3 separate regions of the Gossypium hirsutum genome follow, and regions 2 and 3 are each linked to region 1. A link is a contact called in public Hi-C data. All regions are on one chromosome and are shown on one strand. The core of a region is the stretch at or near the end of the contact, and the rest is flanking DNA. Distances in the headings are between cores, read along the strand shown. Region 1 holds the start of LOC107960341 (glycosylinositol phosphorylceramide mannosyl transferase 1). Region 2 holds the start of LOC107960000 (clathrin light chain 2). Region 3 holds the start of LOC107955293 (coronatine-insensitive protein 1).

What was found. A called contact is a pair of places that touch in the nucleus more often than the background predicts.
Region 2: a Hi-C map of leaf shows a contact between it and region 1, with 3 times the contacts expected there. The contact joins the promoter of LOC107960000 here to the promoter of LOC107960341 in region 1. A contact is called at or near these places in 10 of 34 Hi-C or Micro-C datasets (anther, callus, hypocotyl and 2 more).
Region 3: a contact with region 1 is called in a Hi-C map of leaf, with 2.5 times the contacts expected there. The contact joins the promoter of LOC107955293 here to the promoter of LOC107960341 in region 1. A contact is called at or near these places in 8 of 34 Hi-C or Micro-C datasets (callus, hypocotyl, leaf and 1 more).

Annotation. Positions count from the first base shown.
Region 1 is chrA05:78,311,564-78,315,304 of Gossypium_hirsutum_v2.1, reverse strand. LOC107960341 (glycosylinositol phosphorylceramide mannosyl transferase 1) reads right to left here and starts at 1,648. Exons shown (of 5, transcript XM_016896676.2): 1 at 1,076-1,648; 2 at 75-471. The coding sequence starts at 1,275.
Region 2 is chrA05:78,776,460-78,780,200 of Gossypium_hirsutum_v2.1, reverse strand. LOC107960000 (clathrin light chain 2) reads right to left here and starts at 1,964. Exons shown (of 3, transcript XM_016896195.2): 1 at 1,397-1,964; 2 at 72-225. The coding sequence starts at 1,698.
Region 3 is chrA05:78,031,707-78,035,447 of Gossypium_hirsutum_v2.1, reverse strand. It overlaps LOC107955293 (coronatine-insensitive protein 1), which reads left to right and starts at 1,935. Exons shown (of 3, transcript XM_041111846.1): 1 at 1,935-2,928. The coding sequence starts at 2,432.

The DNA.
Region 1 (3,741 bases), core at 399-2,898:
AACTGTATGCCTAAACTTACCAAAGGAAACTGATACAGCAAGGCTAACATCAAAATTGCAGAACATATGCGCACCTTTTGATCTACCCAATGCATACGAGGAACATATCCCACCATTGTATCTGAGGCACTTTGCCAAACAGTGAAAGCAAATTCTACAGAAGTGCAAGGGAATATAACATCATCATCAATTGAGAAAACCGCATCCGTCTTCAAATCCTTAATTTCTTTAAATCTGTTGTTCAAGCTATCTTCTTTATTGATATCAAAGACCAACTCAACTTGCTGATCCTTTCTAGAGTTTGAACGCACAACATGGTTGAGATATCTTTTAAGCGAATCAGATGGAGGATCCGGCTCACTCCATACAATATGTACAGAATCGAGCCTCGGACATGACGTGTAGTGGGAAATCGACTTCTTCAAGAGATCATATCTTTTCCAAGTATTCATTACAATCGAGTATCTTCCCCTGTACTTACACAACCCAGTAATGAAAATCATCACTTTATTATCAAATCTGGAAATTTTTTCAGTAAATGCCTTTAATAGATTTAAGTTTCTACTGTATATCAATCATTTGTTGAAATTTTTAGTAACAATATAAGCTCAGAGTGATTTTGTTCGTGTTCAAGATCCCTAAGAAAATTTAAAAAAAAAAGAACTTTTAAAAGATATGAACTTTCCTATACAAAAAAAAAACACCCTTCTTTATACATCTAAACAGAATAAACACCAAAAAGAACCTTTAAATTTGAAGTTAGAATTATCAATCACTTCCTAATATTTTAAGCTAAAACGGGTTTAGTTTCAGATCCTAACTGTTGTTATGGTTTAAAAATAATTAAATTACCATAAATAAAAGAACTTGATAACAATTTGATGGAGTTTCCAATAAAAATCTTGATTTAGATGATATATTTACTCGAAGTTTCCAAAAACAAACGAACCTCTTTTAGTCATGGTTCCTTTTTTTTTATATCTAAACTTGGAAACTACTCAACAAAAATCTGAAAGAAAATTCAAACGAAAATATAAGATTATAAAAGTTAATATATAGTAATAGGGAGATGCACCTTGGAGAAGAAGAGCGGTCAAAGTCACCGGTCCATCCCATAAACGAAGAACTGTCGCGGTTTCGGTTCGCGATTGCGAGTAGACTTAACACGACGCAACCGCAGAGAAGGATCTTGATCTTTGCCGATCCAAGCGTCCCGATCCCAACTTGACGCAACTTGAAAACCGATCGACGGCTAATAGGTAAACCGCCCCTCATCGTCTTCTATCACTCTAATTCCTCAATCTCCCCCCTTTCCCTTTTTCCTTATAAGAAGACTGAGTCGATCTGAAGTCTGAACTCGAGGGATGTGACGTTGAATGGAGCCCGAGTCACGAAACTGAAAATTTCATCCGCCGCTTGTTGAATTGCTATTTATATGATTCGGCTCCGGTGCGGTGAGAGGGAAGTAGATTTGTCGCCGGTGAGGAAGAACCGGTGAAGGGAAAAGGGTGGGGAGAGTTATAGGGTGTGGTTATGTGTATGAGGTTAAGGAGGTAGAGTCCCATAAGATGGATGCTAGGGTAACGCGCGGAGGGATATTATTGGCTGAAACTGAGATGTTGATGTGCTCGTGGTTTTTTATTGCCCATTGCAATGTACGTTCGGGGTTCGTTCCTTTTTAAGAATTCTCAGATCAGGATAGAAGAAAAGATACGTTGATGTGAAAGGAAGTATTGAGAACCGTTGGATTAAAATGGTTCATGACAGTTACTGAGGTTGACCCTTAGCCGACAAGATATTTTATAATTAGGACTTATTCAAATTTATTTGATTTGTTCCAGTAAAATATTTTTAAAAATTCTTCAAACAGCAACACGCTTATGACCACTTCGACGTTAGACCATAAATCAATAAATATAAAAATAATTTTAAAAGAAAATAACTTTATTCTTTTTCTTGTTCATTTGCTTATCTTTATTCGAGGGATTTTTACTATAACAATATGAAAAAAAATTAAAATAGGATGTCTTTAAGATTAAATACGAAAACAGATCATTGCAAGGGTGGTGCATAGGCGGCACCACCCTCAAATCTAAACATTTTTTATAGATTTGCATGTTAAAAAAAAAAGAATAGGACAAAAATAATAATAAAATAAGGGTGGAGGGTACCCCACAGGCGGCAACGCTCACTCTTCTGCACCGACGGGACTCCTCACTGCCACCGACGGGACTGCTCTGAGCCATTTCTTTTGTTTTATTATGTGTTTGAGGACCCTAAAATAGTCCCCAATTTCTTTGTGTGCGTGAGTGAAGAAGAAGAAGAAAGGGAGAAGGAGGAGGAGAAGAAGAAGAAGAAGGAAGAGGCAACATTGGTGAGGGAAGAAAAAAGAAAAAGAAAAAGAGAAAGAAAAAGAGAAGGAGAAGAAGAAGAGGAGGGAGGGAAGGAAAAAAAAAGTAATATTTTTTTAAAGAAATAATTTTTAATTGTTAATTTAAGGAAATAAATGATTTATATTAATTGTTAATGTTATTATTGTTGATTGATTTTGATTTAATTTTTAAATTTAATTTTTTGTAAGGTATATTTTGGATAAAAAGAGATATTAAGGTATGTTTGTATTTATTTTATTTTTTATATATATTCATAATTTATTTTTAATTTTCATTGAAGTAAAAAATCCTATCTATGTTATGTACAAAAAATATTTTATTATTATTTTATTTAATTTATTTGGTAAGTGTGTTTTAGGTTAATTAGATATATTTTTTATTAATTTTATTTGGCATGTTATATTTTGATTTTTTTATGTGATGAGTTTTTTTACAAAAATAGTATAAAAATATTAAAAGAATAACTTAATAGTATATTTTAAAAAATATATTTTAAAAAATCCAAAAATAAAATAAAAAAGGTCAAAATCAGAGTTTTTTACTAAATTAATATAAATATACTAAAATAATACATATGAAACATTATGTACTAAAATAATAAAAAAATAAAATACGAAAATAGTATATTTTGAAAAATAAAATTCGAAAATAAAATAAAAAACAAACGGCCAAAATCAGAATTTTTTACTAAATTAATATAAAAAACTAAAATAATACATTTGAAACATTATGTACTAAAATAATATAAAAAAATAAAATACGAAAATAGTATATTTTAAAAAATAAAATCCGAAAACAAAATAAAAAACACCAAAATCACATATTTTTACTAAATTAATATAAAAAACTAAAATAATACATGAAACATTATGTACTAAAATAATATAAAAAATACGAAAATAATATATCTTAAAAAATAAAATCCGAAAATAAAAATAAAAAGGGCCAAAATCAGAGTTTTTTTCTAAATTAATATAAAAAAACTAAAGTAATACATGAAACATTATGTACTAAAATAATATAAAAAACAAAATACGAAAATAATAAATTTTAAAAAATAAAATCCGAAAATAAAAATAAAAAGGCCAAAATCAGAGCTTTTTCTAAATTAATATAAAAAAACTAAAATAATACATTTGAAACATTATGTACTAAAATAATATAAAAGAATAAAATATGAAAATAGTATATTTTAAAAAATAAAATCCGAAAACAAAATAAATAAAACGGCCAAAATCACAGATTTTTATTAAATTAATATAAAAAAACTAAAATAATACATGAAACATTATGTTCTAAAATAATATAAAAAATAAAATACGAAAATAGTATATTTTAAAAAATAAAA
Region 2 (3,741 bases), core at 715-3,214, 460 kb before region 1:
CAAGTTACAAACTTATCTAAAAATGTAAAAGTATTAGCATACAGCTTCAACAACAACAAAAAAAGGGATACCTTCTCTTTGTCTCTGTTATTGGCCTTGTTGTTTTCACAGGTCACCTCCCTTTTCTTATAAAACTCAACTTTGTATTGATCAGCTTCCTCAATTATTTGGCTCAATAACTCCTTCTCCCTCTTGTCCTTCTCCTCCAACCGAATCGCATTCTCCCTATGCAATAACAACAGTCATATTTCCCACGTTTAGTACCATTGAAACCTATAAAATTAGCAACAGCTTTCACATTTTCATTATTTACTTATTTATCTTTTTGGTATAAATGAGACTGTAGCCTGTGATAAGGGAAAGGCTTGCTCTATGTTGCTATCCGTGTTTGACACCCATGCCTGAGGTATATCTGGAGGAATAGAGGTAGACCCTCCAAGGGTCTCATAACACATGGAAAAAAAATTAAGATATATATGTTGGATACATATATGTAGCCAACACTTACATGGCATTCGGACTCCGAAATGGCTTGGAGCACCGCTTTGGGTGGGTACATCAACCAACTAAGCTAAGCCACTACAAAATTTACTCAAAAAAAAATATAAATTATTAAAGGAAATACAAAAAAAAAAGAACAAAAAAATCCAGATATTCTCTTGATTCAATCTTTTTTCTTTTATAAGATGACCAAAGTTCACAAGTGATAAAAAATTAAACACATAACCACTCCTGTCCTAAAATATTTTAGCTCTCCGTTTTTTCCAAACTAGCCAGAGTATACTCTAGATTTGTGCTCTTATGATGCAGATACTGTCCAATAATGGCTTGAGTGTCCAATTGACCGAAAAATGCTTTTTTCCAATGATACCACCAATTAGCTTATCTTTAGGTTTAAAAATGCCAGCTTGGAGTGAAATTACTAGCGCTAATCGTAACATTAAAAATCTACCTTCATATGTTGACCCAATTCTTCTATCCGAATTTCTTATATGGTGCACCCATGCTAGTACCTCACTCCTTCTCTTTGATTCAATCTCTAAAAAGAATAAATTCAAAGATAAGTAAAATCCTACAACTCTACTTCTAATCCCAGAAATTAGCACTAATTCTTAGATTTCCCTACTTAAACCCTAATATGGCTTAACCAAACTTATTTAAAACTTTTCAAAAAATTCAGTTCTTTAACACCCTAATATGACTTAACCAAACATATTCAAAATCTTCATAAAGATAAAAAAAATTAACTAAATCTAGCTCCTTCGCACATTTCCAAAATACCTAAGTGCCGTATTCATAACTTCAATTCCTAACTTTTTAACTTCCCCAAACTCTATACTTAAATATAAGACAAAATTATTCAAAAAAACATGAAAATTTTTTAATGGATCTTAACCTTCTCCATTCCCTGAGAGCAACACCTTCCTCAGGCTCTATCTCCGCCGGCGGAGGCAAAACCGGGCCGTCCGATCCGCCAAAATCTTGGCCAAAACCTACCCCATTTGTGTATGAATCTGATGCAAACACATCATCAGTGGAGCCCTTGGCATGATCCGAGTGGTCGGCGAAAGAGTCGAATTGCTGAGAAGGGTCGTATCCGGCGTAGCCGGCACCGTCTTCATCCTGGTGTGGAACAGAGTCAAAAGAGTCTAAGGAGTCGTCGGCGAGTTGAGTGAAAGAGTCAGGGAAGGTTGACATTTTTCTTCTAAGCAAGGTCTTGTACGGAGACGACAAAGGGTTGATGAAAATAAGCTATGGAAATTGAATCGAAGTCAATCACTGTCGCAATGGGAGGCACAAATGAAAAGACGATAACTCTCAAGGGATGTTAATGGGTTTGGTTAAATGAACCAATTGTTTGGGCCATTGTTTGGGTTTGATGGAGGTGAGTTTTTGGGCCATTAAAACTCTAAAGTTTTTGCCGAATTCCGTTCGGTATGGATCACTTTTTGTAGTTAGTTGTCCCTTCAAAAGCACATTGGAATGATGCAATCTTTAAATAAGAAAGAGGTTAAGACATTTAGACATTGAGATCATGCCCTTCCGGCTTACATTTCAACCCTCCCCTCCACTTCAATCAGATTATTTTATTTATTCAATTTTTTTTGTTTAATTATGCTATTAGTCCCTATAACTTATGAATTTAGTTTTTATATTTCAATTTAATTATTGTATTTATCAAATTTTAAAATTTATATCCTCGAGATGGTTGTTAAATTTAGGAATAAATACCAAAAGTATACATGAACTATGATTTAATGCGCAATTGTATACATGAACTTTGATTTTATGTAATTTTAATTTGATCTAATTCTTGTAAATTATTAACACAATTATTGACATAACATCATTTTATGTTTATATATTGCAATTATATTTATCCAATATAAAAATAAATTGATGTATTTATTTCTTTAAATGTGTATGATTAAATCAAAATTAAAGTTTCAAGTATACATTTGAACTACAATTAGAGCTTCACATAAATAATTGCATCAAATAAAGTTCATGTATACAATTACACATTAAATCAAAGTTCATGTATACTTTTTGAGATTTATCCCTTAAATTTATTAAGTATTTTTATTTTCAAAATCTTATGTAATAAAAATATTAGCACATGTTTAATGCCATGTCAACTTGCTATTTTCATATATTACTAAAAAAAAAGCAAGTTAATAGATTTAATGGTTGTCGTTTGCATCAAGATTAAAATTTCAAAATTAAAAAAGCACAGGGACTAAGAATGGCTAAATTAAAGAACATCAATTAAATCTACAATTTTATACGCGATATAAGACTAATAATAAAAATTAACAAAAAAATTTAATTGCTACCTATTAAGACTTAAATTTTAAAATTAAAAAAGTGTAAGGGCTTAAAATCAATTCAATAAAAAATACAAAACTAAAATTAATCAAATTAAAATACACTGACTAAATATACAACTTAAGTATAATACAAAAATTAATAATATTTTTTTTTGAAAATAAACAAGTTTTTTTTTTAATTTTGTTTTTCGTTTTTTCTTTTTTAAATCTCTAACAAGCACACCACTTGAAAATTAGTGTGCAACTGTTTTTCTTTTTAATAAATTTTTTATTGGGGGATTTGTTTTTTATTTGTGCAACTTGTGTTTTTTTTCTTTTTTTTTTAGAAATTGTTTGATTTTTATTATTAAAAACAAACTTCATAACAGAGAGCCCAAAATACAGATTGGTCAAAATCAACAGACCAGCCCTAACCCAGCAAAAAAAATGAGATTGCTCTAGAAAAAAAGAATGCATCAGCAGCATTAAAGATTAGCACGACTTCTGAGGTAACAAAATATCTCCCGATTTCACACGGTTTTCACATCCTTCAACCCTTCCAATTTCTAAAGTCAATAATAAAATAAGAAGAGGAGGATTTGCCCTCCTTCCTTTAATTTGCTTTTCCCTCTCTTGAATTCTACCGGTAAGATAACTTGTACAAATGGTTTATTAAGTTTCTATGTTCTTCGATTTTAATAATTATTTCACATACAAATTTTGTGTTGAATAAGAATTTAAAATTTGAGACAAATAAACAATTTTATTTAAAAATGAGTTATAATTTTTGAATAAATTTTTTAATTCTTTTTTCAAAATTTATCTAGAGTTGATATTATATTGATAAGATTTGCTTCATATGTCGTAGAGACGTGTTCTTAAAAATAAGATTTGTCTCTTTTTTACTGGTTGAACAATATCAAATGATGAC
Region 3 (3,741 bases), core at 686-3,185, 280 kb after region 1:
TAGTAAATGGATTCCGAACGAGCGGTAGCTGACGATGTTGAGACTAATGTGCCTACTCCCGCTCAAGAGAGAGCGCGATCCGATTCTAGACTGGCTACGAGTTGCCATGATGGAGAGGCTAGACAAGCTTTCTATCAAATGATGAATCATGCTCATCTACAGAAAGCCAAGTAAGAGAAAAGGAAAGAAGAAATTACAAGGTATTGGCGAAATGAATATCAGCTTCAAGAGTCTTAAGAAAATTCTTTAACGATTTCCTCATCTCCCATGTCTCACATTTGTTTTTCTTGCTCAAAAACTTTGTAATTGATTTAGAGCTCAAAATCCAAAATCCAAAACCCAACTACCCATTTACCACAAACAATAAATCCCAACCTAAAATTGAAATCCTTTGCTATTAAGACAAGCAACTTAAAATCTCTTGCAATAAACAGAAATGCCCATAAAAACCAAATGCAATTTGAAAACAACAAGCTTAGATTTCTAACCTAAATTGCCCTAAAACAATCGGATCAACCAATTGACAATTTTTTTTCGAAAACTCAATTTTTTTCACAGCTCCCTACTAGTGAATACAAGCAAAAAAGCAAAGAGATGAAATTCTCACAATGGAAGTGAGATTGATGGGAATAATAACCTTACTCGTCTAAACTTTGGGAAAGTTTTTGACAATTTCAATGATCGTCATGGGATGAGAATAACCGAACAGGAATGAGGAGACATGGTTGGGGGTGTGGTGGCTTGAGATGTTTGATGAGGGAGAGTGGTACAGGGCAAGAATGGGAAGTTATGTTTTTTTCTTTATTCGGTGGTGGTTGTGTAGTCCTATTCTTTGGGTTTGGTGGGGAATGGCCATTACGGGAGAAGGTAGAATGGATAATGAATGAGATTTCGTCGAATGAAGGATTCGGTGAATCAAATTAATGAATAATTGTTTATCATCGAATTAACCAGGAATTGATTGGTTATTCATGTCAACCAAACGTAGTGTTAATTACTTGGAATTATAGTTGGATTTGGAAGAAATTCTTACAAAAGCATGATGTTGCATAAAAAAATTGTGTTCCGGAATGGTGTTGTGTGGAGATTCCCTAGTGACAAATATATTGCGGCTAAAGTTTGAGGAGAAAATATGAGTATGTTAAGAACTTGTGGAATAGGACAAAATTGGTTTTGTGGTTCCCAGTTCATATTTGAAAGCATTCATTTCTTAATTTGGATGGTCATTCGTGACAGACTACATACCAAAGGCACGCATTAATGGAATGTGCCATGTGGAACAAGAAACCAAAAGCCACATTTTCTTTGGGTGTCCTTTTCTAAGGAGATATGAAATGAAGTATTACTCCTATCCTATGCCACATGGGAAGAGAAGTGGGAAACTAGCAGCATGAGCTTGTATAAGATGTAACTAGATTGAAAGCAAAGGCGTTACTTTAAGACTAACATGAAATGCATATGAAAAGAGCAAAACAGGGTACCTGATAGCTTGTATAGGATATTTGCGAGCTGTTGGTCCAAAGTTGGGAGATTAAATTGTAAGCAAATAGGGCAACTGATATCTTGTCTAGATCAACCAAGAAGAACCCCATTGGCTTTTACTCTTTCAGTCAGGAAATGGTTTTGGTTCTACTACAAGAGAGCTTAGGAATAAACATTAACTGTACTGGTTAATTCCTTGGGTTTCTCCCACCTTCTTTCTCTTTTACCCAAAAAAAAAAAAAGGAAAAGCATGAAATAGCAGCTGCTTTTAATAATCATTTTTTACGAAAAAAAATATTATTGAAAATTAAGAAAGGCCACAAGGATGACAACTGCTGGGTGCAGAATATAATTAATAATTAAATTTAATCAGATTAAAAAAGTAGTGGAATAATTCAACAATTAGAAAGACTGAGATGTACCACATCACATTAATACTTCCAATACGGACGCAACCAATAAAAAATTATTAAATTTATTTTTCAGTCTCCACTAATTGGTTGCAATACTATTTTCTTTTGTATTTTTAATATATATATATTTAATTTAGAGCAGCTGAATTGTCTGGTCTGATCCTATAATTATATTTTTCACTTGGATCTTCTTTTCTGATGAATCTCGGCCGTCCATTTCGACCCTCCTTTATCTACTGAAACTTTTTCTCAGCTCTTTTCTCTTCGCTTTTCTGTGTGCTCAATCAACAATCTCTTCTTCCCCATACCTTCTCGACCCGATCCTTATCTGACCCGATTCGTTTTATAGCCGGTTGAGTTCCGTTTCGTTTCGGATCCTACCGCCTTTTCTTTTATGAAAAAATAAAACAGAGCTCTGAAAAAAAAGTGTTTTACTTTCTTTAATCAGATCGATCCATTCTTTTTTGTCTGTTTTGGGTTAAAAAACCGTTTTGATTTTAATTTCCCTTTAAAAAAGATCAGTTTTGATTTATTAGATGGAGGAAAATGGTAATAAGTTGCACAAAACGATGACGTCACAACCCGGTATGTCCGATGTCGTATTAGGCTGCGTGATGCCGTACATCGACGACCCGAAAGACCGCGACGCCGTATCTCTAGTTTGCAGGCGGTGGTACGAGCTCGACGCGCTGACTCGTAAGCACATAACGATCGCGCTTTGTTACACGACGAGTCCCGATCGGTTGAGGCGACGGTTCCGTCACTTGGAATCCTTGAAATTGAAAGGGAAGCCTCGGGCTGCGATGTTTAATTTGATACCTGAAGATTGGGGTGGGTACGTTACGCCGTGGGTGAATGAAATAGCGGAGAATTTCAATTGCTTGAAAGCCGTCCATTTCAGAAGAATGATTGTTAAAGATTCGGATCTGGAAGTTTTGGCTAGGTCTAGAGGGAAGGTTTTGCAGGTTTTGAAGCTTGATAAATGCTCTGGTTTTTCTACTGATGGTCTTTTGCACGTTGGCCGTTTGTGCCGGTAACTTTTTCTTCCTTTCTTAATTCTTGTGCAACTATGGGTTCTTGTTTCTTTGTGAAATTAGTCAAGCTTAGGCTTAAGTTCGATGAAATTCGTTCTTTAATTCATTGTTGAAAGTTCTTTTAGTTCGAGCATCTGCTGAAAGAAATGATCAAATATGGATTGAACTCAGTGGGATCGAGTAAAGAGGACTGATTTAGTAAGTTCCAACTACTTGGGGGTTAAACCTTATCTTAGTTTTCTTGAGTTTGGTTGAGTTGAATTGTAGGAATATTTCGATTAGTGTTTATTGGAAGTGGTTATGTTTAATGAAACATGTATTCAATCCCAATTACTTCTATTTGTAACTGTTTAGTTCAAGCGTTTGAAGTCGAGGAAAATCTTTCTTCTCCTCAGCTTGTAAGCATCGTTTACAGATGTGGTTGTTGCTGCGTTTGTTTGAATGTGGAACTGATGGAAAATCAATCTGAACGATGAAACATTTTGATTGCATAGATGGGAAAGTTCCATGAAACTGTATGCGGTCATTTTGAATCCCGAATCTTTAGGAGTTAGTGACTGGTCTACTCAGGGAAGAAGCAACTGTGAAAATTTGGTTTTGTTTGTAGTGCATGATTGTGGTAGTGTTGGTACATTTTACGATTGTAGAACCAATGGAAAATATGTATGAATGATGAAACATCCTGATTGCATATGTGCTAAAGTTGCATGAAATTGTATGGGATCTATGTGATTTCGTGAGCTTCAGGAGTTAGTGAATGGTCAAGTCGGGGGAGGAGCATGGGTGAAAGTTTGGTTTGGTTTGTACTGCTT